Regions from separate parts of the Sus scrofa genome. Here region 1 is linked to region 2. A link is a contact called in public Hi-C data. All regions are on one chromosome and are shown on one strand. Each heading gives the region's core, a stretch centred on a gene start, on an enhancer-like site or on the middle of the called end of the contact. The rest is flanking DNA. Distances are from core to core; before and after follow the strand shown. Region 1 overlaps UNC93A (protein unc-93 homolog A). Region 2 has its middle 98 kb from the start of AFDN.

Evidence for each region. A called contact is a pair of places that touch in the nucleus more often than the background predicts.
Region 1: a contact with region 2 is called in a Hi-C map of liver, with 2.3 times the contacts expected there. The contact joins two enhancer-like sites. A contact is called at or near these places in 1 of 5 promoter capture datasets (liver) and 2 of 47 Hi-C or Micro-C datasets (both in liver).

Annotation. Positions count from the first base shown.
Region 1 is chr1:1,945,827-1,950,296 of Sscrofa11.1, reverse strand. UNC93A (protein unc-93 homolog A) reads right to left here. Exons shown (of 9, transcript XM_021085952.1): 4 at 3,804-4,033; 5 at 1,782-1,907; 6 at 1-206. Among named protein-coding and RNA genes, the nearest start is that of TTLL2, 26 kb to the left of the region's middle. Within about 2 kb of position 1,551, at least 9 of the 83 cell types and tissues checked have an H3K27ac peak or open chromatin away from gene starts, as enhancers often do. A contact at or near this core is called in liver, where this site is marked.
Region 2 is chr1:1,794,742-1,799,135 of Sscrofa11.1, reverse strand. No RefSeq gene overlaps it. Among named protein-coding and RNA genes, the nearest start is that of AFDN, 98 kb to the right of the region's middle. Within about 2 kb of position 3,110, at least 8 of the 83 cell types and tissues checked have an H3K27ac peak or open chromatin away from gene starts, as enhancers often do. A contact at or near this core is called in liver, where this site is marked.

The DNA.
Region 1 (4,470 bases), core at 302-2,801, 150 kb before region 2:
GTCGCCGGCGAGGAAGGCTTGCTCGAACCCGGAGTACAGAGGCAGCAGGACCAGGAGGCGCAGACGCTTGTCCCTAAAAAGCTTGAACGTCGACAGCAAAGTGGACCAAAATGGTGGTGCTTTCTTCTCTCCCTCACTTTTCTGCTGAGCATCTTTTACAGGTTCGAGAAACACAGCTGTCAGCAGGACTGCCAGGACGCCGCTCCCTGGAAGGACAGCAAGGGGACGGGCTGCTGGGACAGGACCGGAGCGCCACACCCCTGCATAGACGCACCTCCTCCTCTCCAGGTGCAGGGTGGTTTCAAATCCAGGTGTAAGGCGGTGCCAGGTGGGCGGAGCCTGACCAAAGCCCCGCCCTCCACCGTGGGCTTGGAGGTCACACTCGGTACCTCCAGCCTGCGTGTTGGTTCCCTGACTAACCTGTGATAGTCAGGCTTTCTCATGAAACCTGCCACAGCAGGTGACAGGAAACAGACATGGGGGTCGGCAGGGAGACCCCAGGTGTCCTCAGAGTCCTTAACTGGATGCTCTGTGTGTGGATCCACCACCTGGACAGTCTGTGTAGACACCCCACCTGGACAGCTCCCTTCTCCAGCCTCGGCTCACAGCAGGCCCAGGACCAGCCCCCCGTGGACAGAGGCCCAGATGCAGCCCATGGGAGGTGGGGCTTGGGTCCAGAAGCCGCATGTCCACCAGGACACAGGGGTGCGTCCAGAGTGTCCTGTGGTCCAGAACCTTCCGCAGGGTGTGGACTGGGCACAGGGCTCGTAACTGCATGGCGGGGGCAGGGCTCAGGGACCCTGGAAAGTACTCTAGGGAAAGGCGTTCTCTTCGCTTTGGTCAGTTTTCCTCCTTTCCTGTTTCATTTTTACTGTATAATTTTCTCTTGTCTTTGTGGCAACAGCCTTGCTTGAAGGAGGGAGGCTGCGAGGCCCCGCGAGGCAGTCCCCCCCGCCCCCCGTGATCCCAGCTTTACAGGCCTGCTTGGATCTCCTCTCCCTCCCGCCAGCGGATTTTCCGAGGACCAGGAACACGGATGAGGTTCCCAGGGGCCCAGGGACGCTGGGTCTGCGCTCATCTCAGGCCAAACGTTTCCAAACCGGTTGCTTTGCCCTGCCCCCCAAGTGCCGACCCGCATCCAGTGCGGGTACGTCCTGCTGGCTGTTGCTCTGACTCTCTTGACCTCACCCTCCCGACCCCCCGCTGCTCTGCACACCGTGCCCCTGGTCCATCTTTCCCTGGGTCAGTCCGCTGGCCCCTCACGGGCTTCTCGGCCCTCTGCCTCCACCCTTCCCAGTTATGTTCACACTGGAATCCAGGAGGCAGGTATGCAACCGCCCAGACTCCAGGCCCGTTGTGATGGGCCATAGTTGCTCACCCCAGTTGGCCCCCTGTCCCCTCCAGACCCTTGTCCTCGGGCCCTCTGGACACAGCTGGAACACATGTAGCCAGCCCAATGCCGTGGTCTGCCATGTCCACCACCCTTGGTCCCTGGGCACTTGGAATGTATCTGCTTGGCCTTAGGAACAGTGGTTTCAATTTAGTTAGTTAAAATTTAACTAAGCACACGGCTACTGGCGCCGATGTGAGAGGCTCCCATGCTCGCAGGGGACAGGGGACAGCAGAGGCGGCCATGCTCGGTTTCGGGGGAAGAGGCCTGAGCCGAGCCAGGCGCCCCGGGCAGGGCTTCAGCATCACGGATGTGTTGACCTGGGAGACGGTCTTTCCCACCCAGGACGGGGTCCAGCTGGCGCTCCCTGGGCTCCCCACGTGGCGCTTACCCGTGTAGATGCCCAGCAAGGTGTAGATTAGCTCCTGCGAGGGGCGGTTCGTGCTGTTGGCGGGAGCCGTGGCCATCAGGCAGTCCCTGGCCCCGCAGGACAGGAGCTGCTGCTCCGGGATGGTCCCTGTGACGTCAGAAGCAAAGGGGGCTTGAGAACACGGGTGACTTGATGGCAGGTGGGACCAAAGGAAGGACGTGCCAGTGAGAAGGAGAGAGGCCAGGCAGAAGGCAAGGCTTCCCCTCAGGTCAGTGTCACAGACGTGGGCTCTGCAGACCAAGTGCTTCTAAATGCATTTCCCCTTTTGGGCACCTGTCTGTATACTTGCCTTTTTTTTTTCTTTTTTTTTGGCCATGCCCTCCGTGTGCAGAAGCCCCCAGGCCAGGGATGGAATACAAGCCACAGCAGTGACAATGTTGGACCCTTAACCCACTGAGCCCCTGGGGAACTCCTATATACTTGGTTTTAAGCCACTCTGGACCAATGTGCAATAAATGTTGCTTCCTTGTTATATTGTGTTCCTGATGTTGTTGAAAGTTTCCCACTTTTCAGGATTAATTAAGAAATAGAGCGCATTTGACCGGGTGTAGGCCCACTAGGTTCTTTCTCAGATTCATCTGTACCCAGTTCTGTGACCCTGGGCAGCTTATTTCATATCTTCTCTGAATATCAGCTCTCTTTGCCGTTCAAAGAATGAAACTGGGAGTTCCCATCGTGGCACAGTGGAAACAGTCTGACTGGGAACCATGTGGATGTGGGTTCGATCCCTGGCCTCACTCGGTGGGTTAAGATCCAGCGTTGCCGTGGGCTGAGGTGTAGTTTGCAGATGTGGCTCAGATCTGGCGTGGCTGTGGCTGTGGTGTAGGCTGGAAGCTGTAGCTCCAATTGGACCCCTAGCCTGGGAACCTCCATGTGCCACGGGTGCGGCCCTAAAAAGACAAAAAAAAAAAAAAAAAAAAAGAATGAAATTGGAACACTCAGTGACTCTTGGTCAGACCCACGTCAGAATCTCTGAAGAGATGGGACAGAAGTCGTGGAAGAAATACTGTGTTTCCTTGTTTCCAGAACATGGATTTCATCACTTAAAATGCCCCAGGGTCCCCCGGCTGGTGAGGTAGGCGGCACGCTGGACAAGAAGGCAGCCTGGAGCCCAGAGGCACAGAAAGGCTGAGGAACCCGGCAGGGCTCTCAAAACGCCTTCCTCGCTCACACTCTGTGTCCTGGGACCAGCTTGCCCGGATGTCTTTAAAAGCAAAGCCATTCGCTCCACGTCAGGCCAGTCCTGTCAGAGGGACTGAATTTCATCCGGCTCCTGCTGGCTGACGGCAGGCGCTAAGGGCAGTAGCGAGTCGCGATGGGCATCTCTCAGCCCCCTTGTTTCCCTTCTGTGGGTGCACTTGGCTAGTGGTGACGTCACGTGAGAAAAGGGCAGAGAGACTATTATCACGGGTTCCTGAAGGTGAGGTTTTCTATGGGTCAGCAGGATGGAGGCGGGACCCAGAGGGCGAGAATCCTGGCGGTGGTCAGCAGAGTCAGAAGGTCTCCCCATTCGTAAAGTCCCTGTGAGAACCGAGATGCGGCTTTCCTCCGCCCTCGTGTCAACCCCCAGACGTCTCAGGGAGGTCAGTTAAGGGATACGTGGTCCTTTGTGTAACACTGAAACGCTGCTGGGTGGATCCGCTCAGTGGGCAGATAAGTCCATGGAGCCCGTTCTTAGTCTGGAAGGGCGGTAAGCATATGCCATGGACTCGGGTTCCACAGGCGGTGGCCCCAGGGCCCCCCAGGTCCCTTGGGGGCCAGGAGGCCAGGCTCAGAGTTGCTGGGGCCCCTAAGGACCACATGGACCCTCAGACCCACCCAGAGGTCGGGGGAAGAGCTGGGAGCCCACTGGGAGCCCGGGGACGCCACTCAGGAGGCTGAAAACCAGGCCTTGGGGCGTCGTGTGACCCCTGCTCCAGCCCCGGAGTGAGGTCTGTAGGGGAACCGGGGGCCTGAGTGGTCACCCCCCCCACTTCCTGTTACCTTGAGTGGGCTTCTGGCCGAACACCAGTGACGAGATGAGGTTGCCCCACACCCCGGACGACTGGAATATGAGGAAGAAGATGCCGAAGTACTGGTTCACCACGTCCTTGCCCGCCTGCCCTGTGCCCTCTGCGTGCCTGTTTCCCGTGACGGTGAGGTACGTGCCCTGCGCGGACCACAGCGGGGCTGCTCCCAGGCCCAGCAGGATGGAGGTGGGCACGAGCGTGTACCTGGGAAGCGAAACGTAGACCTGGCACGCTGGGTCTCTCCCGGGGGGAGGAAACCCCAAGCTGGCCCAGGGAAGCCACACTTGCGGTGGGGCTGGTCGGCTACCCATCACCCTTGCACTCAGATGAGTGAGAAAATCAGCATATTTGCGGGTTCAGGTTCATCTGCAAGAGTGAAGCTCTGTGCCGGTGCAGTTTCTTTGTGTTGGATGCAGCTGCAATGAGCTGGGCTTACAGATAAGGCTGGGCAGGTTCTAGGTCTTTCTCATAGCACTACGTTAAAAACAGTTCATCACCTATTATCTATCTATCCATCTATCTATCCGTCCATCTACCCATCCATCATCTATCCATCTGTCTATCCATCATCTGTCCATCTATCTGTCCATCCATCTATCCATCCATCCATCATCCATCCACCCATCATCCATCCATCCATC
Region 2 (4,394 bases), core at 1,861-4,360:
CCTAAAGCTGAGCAAGAAAGAGGCTGGGAGTCCAAAACTAGAAGCCTCCCTGTGTCGGGGGAGGCGTGCCGCTCGCAGCAGCAAACCACGCTGCCCTCTCTGCCCGATGGCGGCACCCGGGGGGCCCAGGCAGGTGTGCAGGCAAACACACGCACACGCGCACGGCATCACCACCCCCTCCCACACGGAGAAAACACACGTGTGCACACATGCAAACACACCACGCCGCATCCTCATTTCCCTACACAGAGAAACCGCACACACACCCCCAGCACCATCGCCTCCACCCTGGCCATGGCCACCCGTCACCGTCGTCACCGCCATCATCCCCAGTGTCCCTGGCATCACCTTCCCGTAACCGTCACCACCTCTGTCATTGCTGCCATCATCCCTATCCCCACCGTCGCCACCACCGCCGCCGCCAGCACCAGCACCACGACGACCCCGTCGCCGTCGCCGCCATCCTCACTCTCAGCATCTCTGCCTCCGCCGTCGCCACCACCTCCCCCCACCCCGGGCTGCTTTTCCTTTCCTCCGTCAGGCTTCCTTCTGCACCCCTGCCTCCCGCTGACTGATTTATTCCGCGCCGAGGAAGTGGTTCCCCTGTGTGTCCATCACTTCGCGGGGCCCGGATTAAACAAAGGAAGGTCATGCACAGCCCCTGTGCTAAGAGTCTCACGGACCACAGGCGCCACAGGCGATGATGCAAAAATAAACCTGCTGTGTACATGTCACCCCCTGCTAAGGAAGGCAGACCCTGGCACGCAGGGCAGGTAACCGAAGTCTGGAAAGAGCTCCCGTTTTGGGACGAGGACGGATACCGCCTGACCGAGGGGAACCAGACCAGCAAACCGGAAACCTCCCCCAGCGCCACCGCCCCGCCCTGTGGGTTTGCCCACCTCCAGGACGCGTGGAGGGAGTGAGCCCAGCACAGGTGGGTGAAGGGTGCCCGTACTGAGATCAGTCCTGCAGCTCATGTGGACGCTGGCCTGCAGAGGACAGCATGACTGGGACGGCGTGTGCTGCCCTCCACGTGTGTCCACGCTAGAAAAGGGGCATTTGCCCAGCTTTCTCTGATCGTTTATTTCCGTCTTTCTCTTTCTCACTATTTCAAATAGAAGAATCTACGGCGGGCTCTGGGAACCGTGGAATTCTGCTTTGATCTGCGGTCAGAAAGGTTGCATTGGGTCACGCTGCCTGTAGGAGAAAGGGCAGGAGCCCCGGTCGCCAATGAGGCTGATTTCTTTATTACAAAAGCTTTTTCTAGATACATGCATATATCCATTTAAAACAGAGAAGGATTGGGAGTTCCCGTCATGGCTCAGCGGTTAACGAATCCGACTGGGAACCATGAGGGTGCGGGTTCGATCCCCGGCCTTGCTCAGTGGGTTGAGGATCTGGCGTTGCCGTGAGCTGTGGTGTAGGTCGCAGATGTGGCTTGGATCCTGTGTTTCTGTGGCTGTGGTGTAGGCTGGCGGCTACAGTTCCGATTAGACCCCCTAGCCTGGGAACCTCCATATGCCGAGGGAGAGGCTCAAGAAAAGGCAAAAAGACAAAAAAACAAAACAAAACAAAACAAACCAGACAAGGATTTCATGTCCTAACATTTACTGAGTGTTTGTTATGTACTAACAGCCATTTAATCCTAAAACAAACTTATGTGGAAGGTTCTGCTGTTACCCCCAGTTTTCAGCTGAGGAGATTAAGGGTCTGAGCAAAGTCAGGACTGCAAACCTTGTCATGTCAGAACCAGGATTTGTGGTCTGGTTGTTGGGACCCCAAATCCTACCCCCCTGATGACCATGGAGCAAATCCTCCCTCCCCAGACTCCACCCCAGCTGCCAAAACTGCTCCCTTCAACGCCGTGTCGAGCTTGCTCTCAGCGTCTCCCTCTGCCACCGCGCAGCTTTTCCTGGTGACCTCGGCCCAGGATGAAAGATGCAGAGGCATCCTTTCCCGCACCTGGGATTCCCGCCTGCTCTCTTCCACCTTCAGTCTCCGGCGTGACGCTGCTCGAGCCTCCAGGCTGGAATAGCCAGGGGGGCAGTGGACATCTGGTGACCGGCCCAGCCTCGGCAGAGAGCGCCTTGTTAAATTCACTTAACAAGGACGATGGGGCTGAAACCGTGCGTGGATTGCACTGGAAGGAATGAAACTGGGATGCGGAATGGTGGCTGGTTTGTGATGTCTGGTGACGAGGGTTTGTCACTGTCCCACGGCCCCGCCTGAGGCACGCCTGTGTCGGTTCTCCACAGGGGGAGGCTTTGCCCTCCTCCCAAAACTTCCACGTCTCCTAGTGGAGGAGCAGAGGCATCAAAATGAACACAGCCCATCTCGAACCTCCCAGGGGCGTTTCACAGAGCTGTCCCTAGTCATGAAGCCAGTCTTTCATTTCTGCTCACACGTTTACAATAAATGTTGAAAATCTCTGCGCTGATGTGAGGTTCTGCCTGAAATCAAGTCATGGCGTGTCTGCACCATGGCCCAGACGCCAGAGCCCTGAGCCAGCCTGGTCTTTGCCAGGGCACTGCCGCTGTGATGCCTCTCTTAGGAGACCCAGAGAGTGTGGACCGGATTCACTTCCTCATATTAAAAACTGTGTTTAAGGAGTTCCCTGGTGGCTAAGGATCTGGCGTTGTCACTGCTGTGGCTTGGGTTCAATCCCTCGCCCAGGAACTTCCACATGCTGCGGGCATGGCCAAAAACATTGCATTTAAAAATGAGCTCCCAGGAGTTCCCGTAGTGGCTCAGTGGAAATACATCTGGCTAGCACCCATGAGGACGCAGGTTCAATCCCTGGCCTTGCTCAGTGGGTTAAAGATCCAGTGAGCTGTGGTGTAGGTTGCAGATGCAGCCCAGATCCCTGCGGCTGCGGCAGTGGGGCGGCTGGCGGCTACAGCTCCTAGCCTAGGAACCTCCACGAGCCATGGGTATGGCCCTAAAAAAACAAAACAAAACAAAACAAAACAAACAAAAAAAAAAAGACCTCCCAGTGCAAGGTTCTTATTACGAATCAGGAAAATGATACCTTTTAAACTTTAACCTGCTTTGATAAGCCTGTGACAGCAACTCTGATAAGGCTGTAACTCCAGCCCCAGAAAATAAGAGGCAGACCTCAGCGAGTGGCCAGTCCCCTCTAGGGCCAGCCTCAGGCTGTGGGTTTATCTTATCCATGTATTGAATGCACAGCAGGCGGACCCTGGAACAACTGGGTTCGGGTGCCAGCCCCCGGCTGCTGTGAAGATTGGGATGTGCATTTGCCGTCGGTCCCTCACAGCTAAGGCTCGGTCCAGCGGTGCTTTTCTGGAAACATCTGCGCAGGAGCGGACTTGCTGTGCAAACCCATCTTGTTCAAGAGTCACTGCATGCGTTGACCTTGAGATATCATTTGCACGTGTTTTAAAATACATAATAGCTGTATCATCAATGCCATATACACGCACATTCGTATCATAGGTACACAGTAGACACATCTGGCCCTGGAGCTACTCGCTGTGCCCGTGAGGGCGGGGGACCTCGCTTCTGGACACTCTGGGCCTGGCTGATGTGTCCCTTTGGGAGAATCTCAGGACTGCTCTGACTTTGTCTCTGGAAGACAGGGCAGGCCGCGGGTCCGGGGCGGGGGGAGAGCTGTCTGCCCCAGAACAGAAACCTTATCTCCAGGGGGCTCTGCTCTCAGCCAGGACCCAGGCCGAGACCCAGGACAGCACATGGTTCACCTGAGTCCTGAGCAGTGTCAAGCCCCCAGGGCCTGCCCACCGCCCAGAGGAGACCAGTGGGCAGCTTGGGCCCTCGCCCGCCGTTTCCGCTGCTGCTCAGTTACCCAGAGATGTGTCTCTAGCCTCGAGGCAGGTTGTGAGTGGCCGCGGAGGCGGATCTGTTTCAAGTTCACACTTCCAGTTATTTATAGGTTTCAATCACAGCCTCAAACAACAGAGGAAAAGCATCGCACGTCACAGTTATCTGAAGTCACCAAAATGTTCTCTCAGCCTTTTCTGATTTGCTGCTCTGTCTGCGGACCCTTCAAGGCCAGTGTCCTGTGTGTGTGGCTCTGGGTGGGAGAGGGGGGGCTGCTGTCTGAATCTTCTCTGCTCTCTCCAAGTGGCCAGCAGCCCACTCCCAGTGCTGTCCCCAGGGCGCCTGCTCACGCTCAGGAGCCCTCTGCCAAGGGAGCCTCACTGGACCCCGAACAAATAAACCATCATGTTACAAAGTCCAAATTACTCTAGCAGTCCTTTCATTTCTAGCAAATTCTCTCCTTGGCCAGGCCCACGGTGGGACTGTTTTTCTGCCTGTAAAGCCCCCACACCGTCAGTGGCTGAAATGGAATTTTCTTCCTGGGCTGACGATTTTTCACCTGCGTTTTTCAGTAGCGTTTGCACAGGGGTCAACCT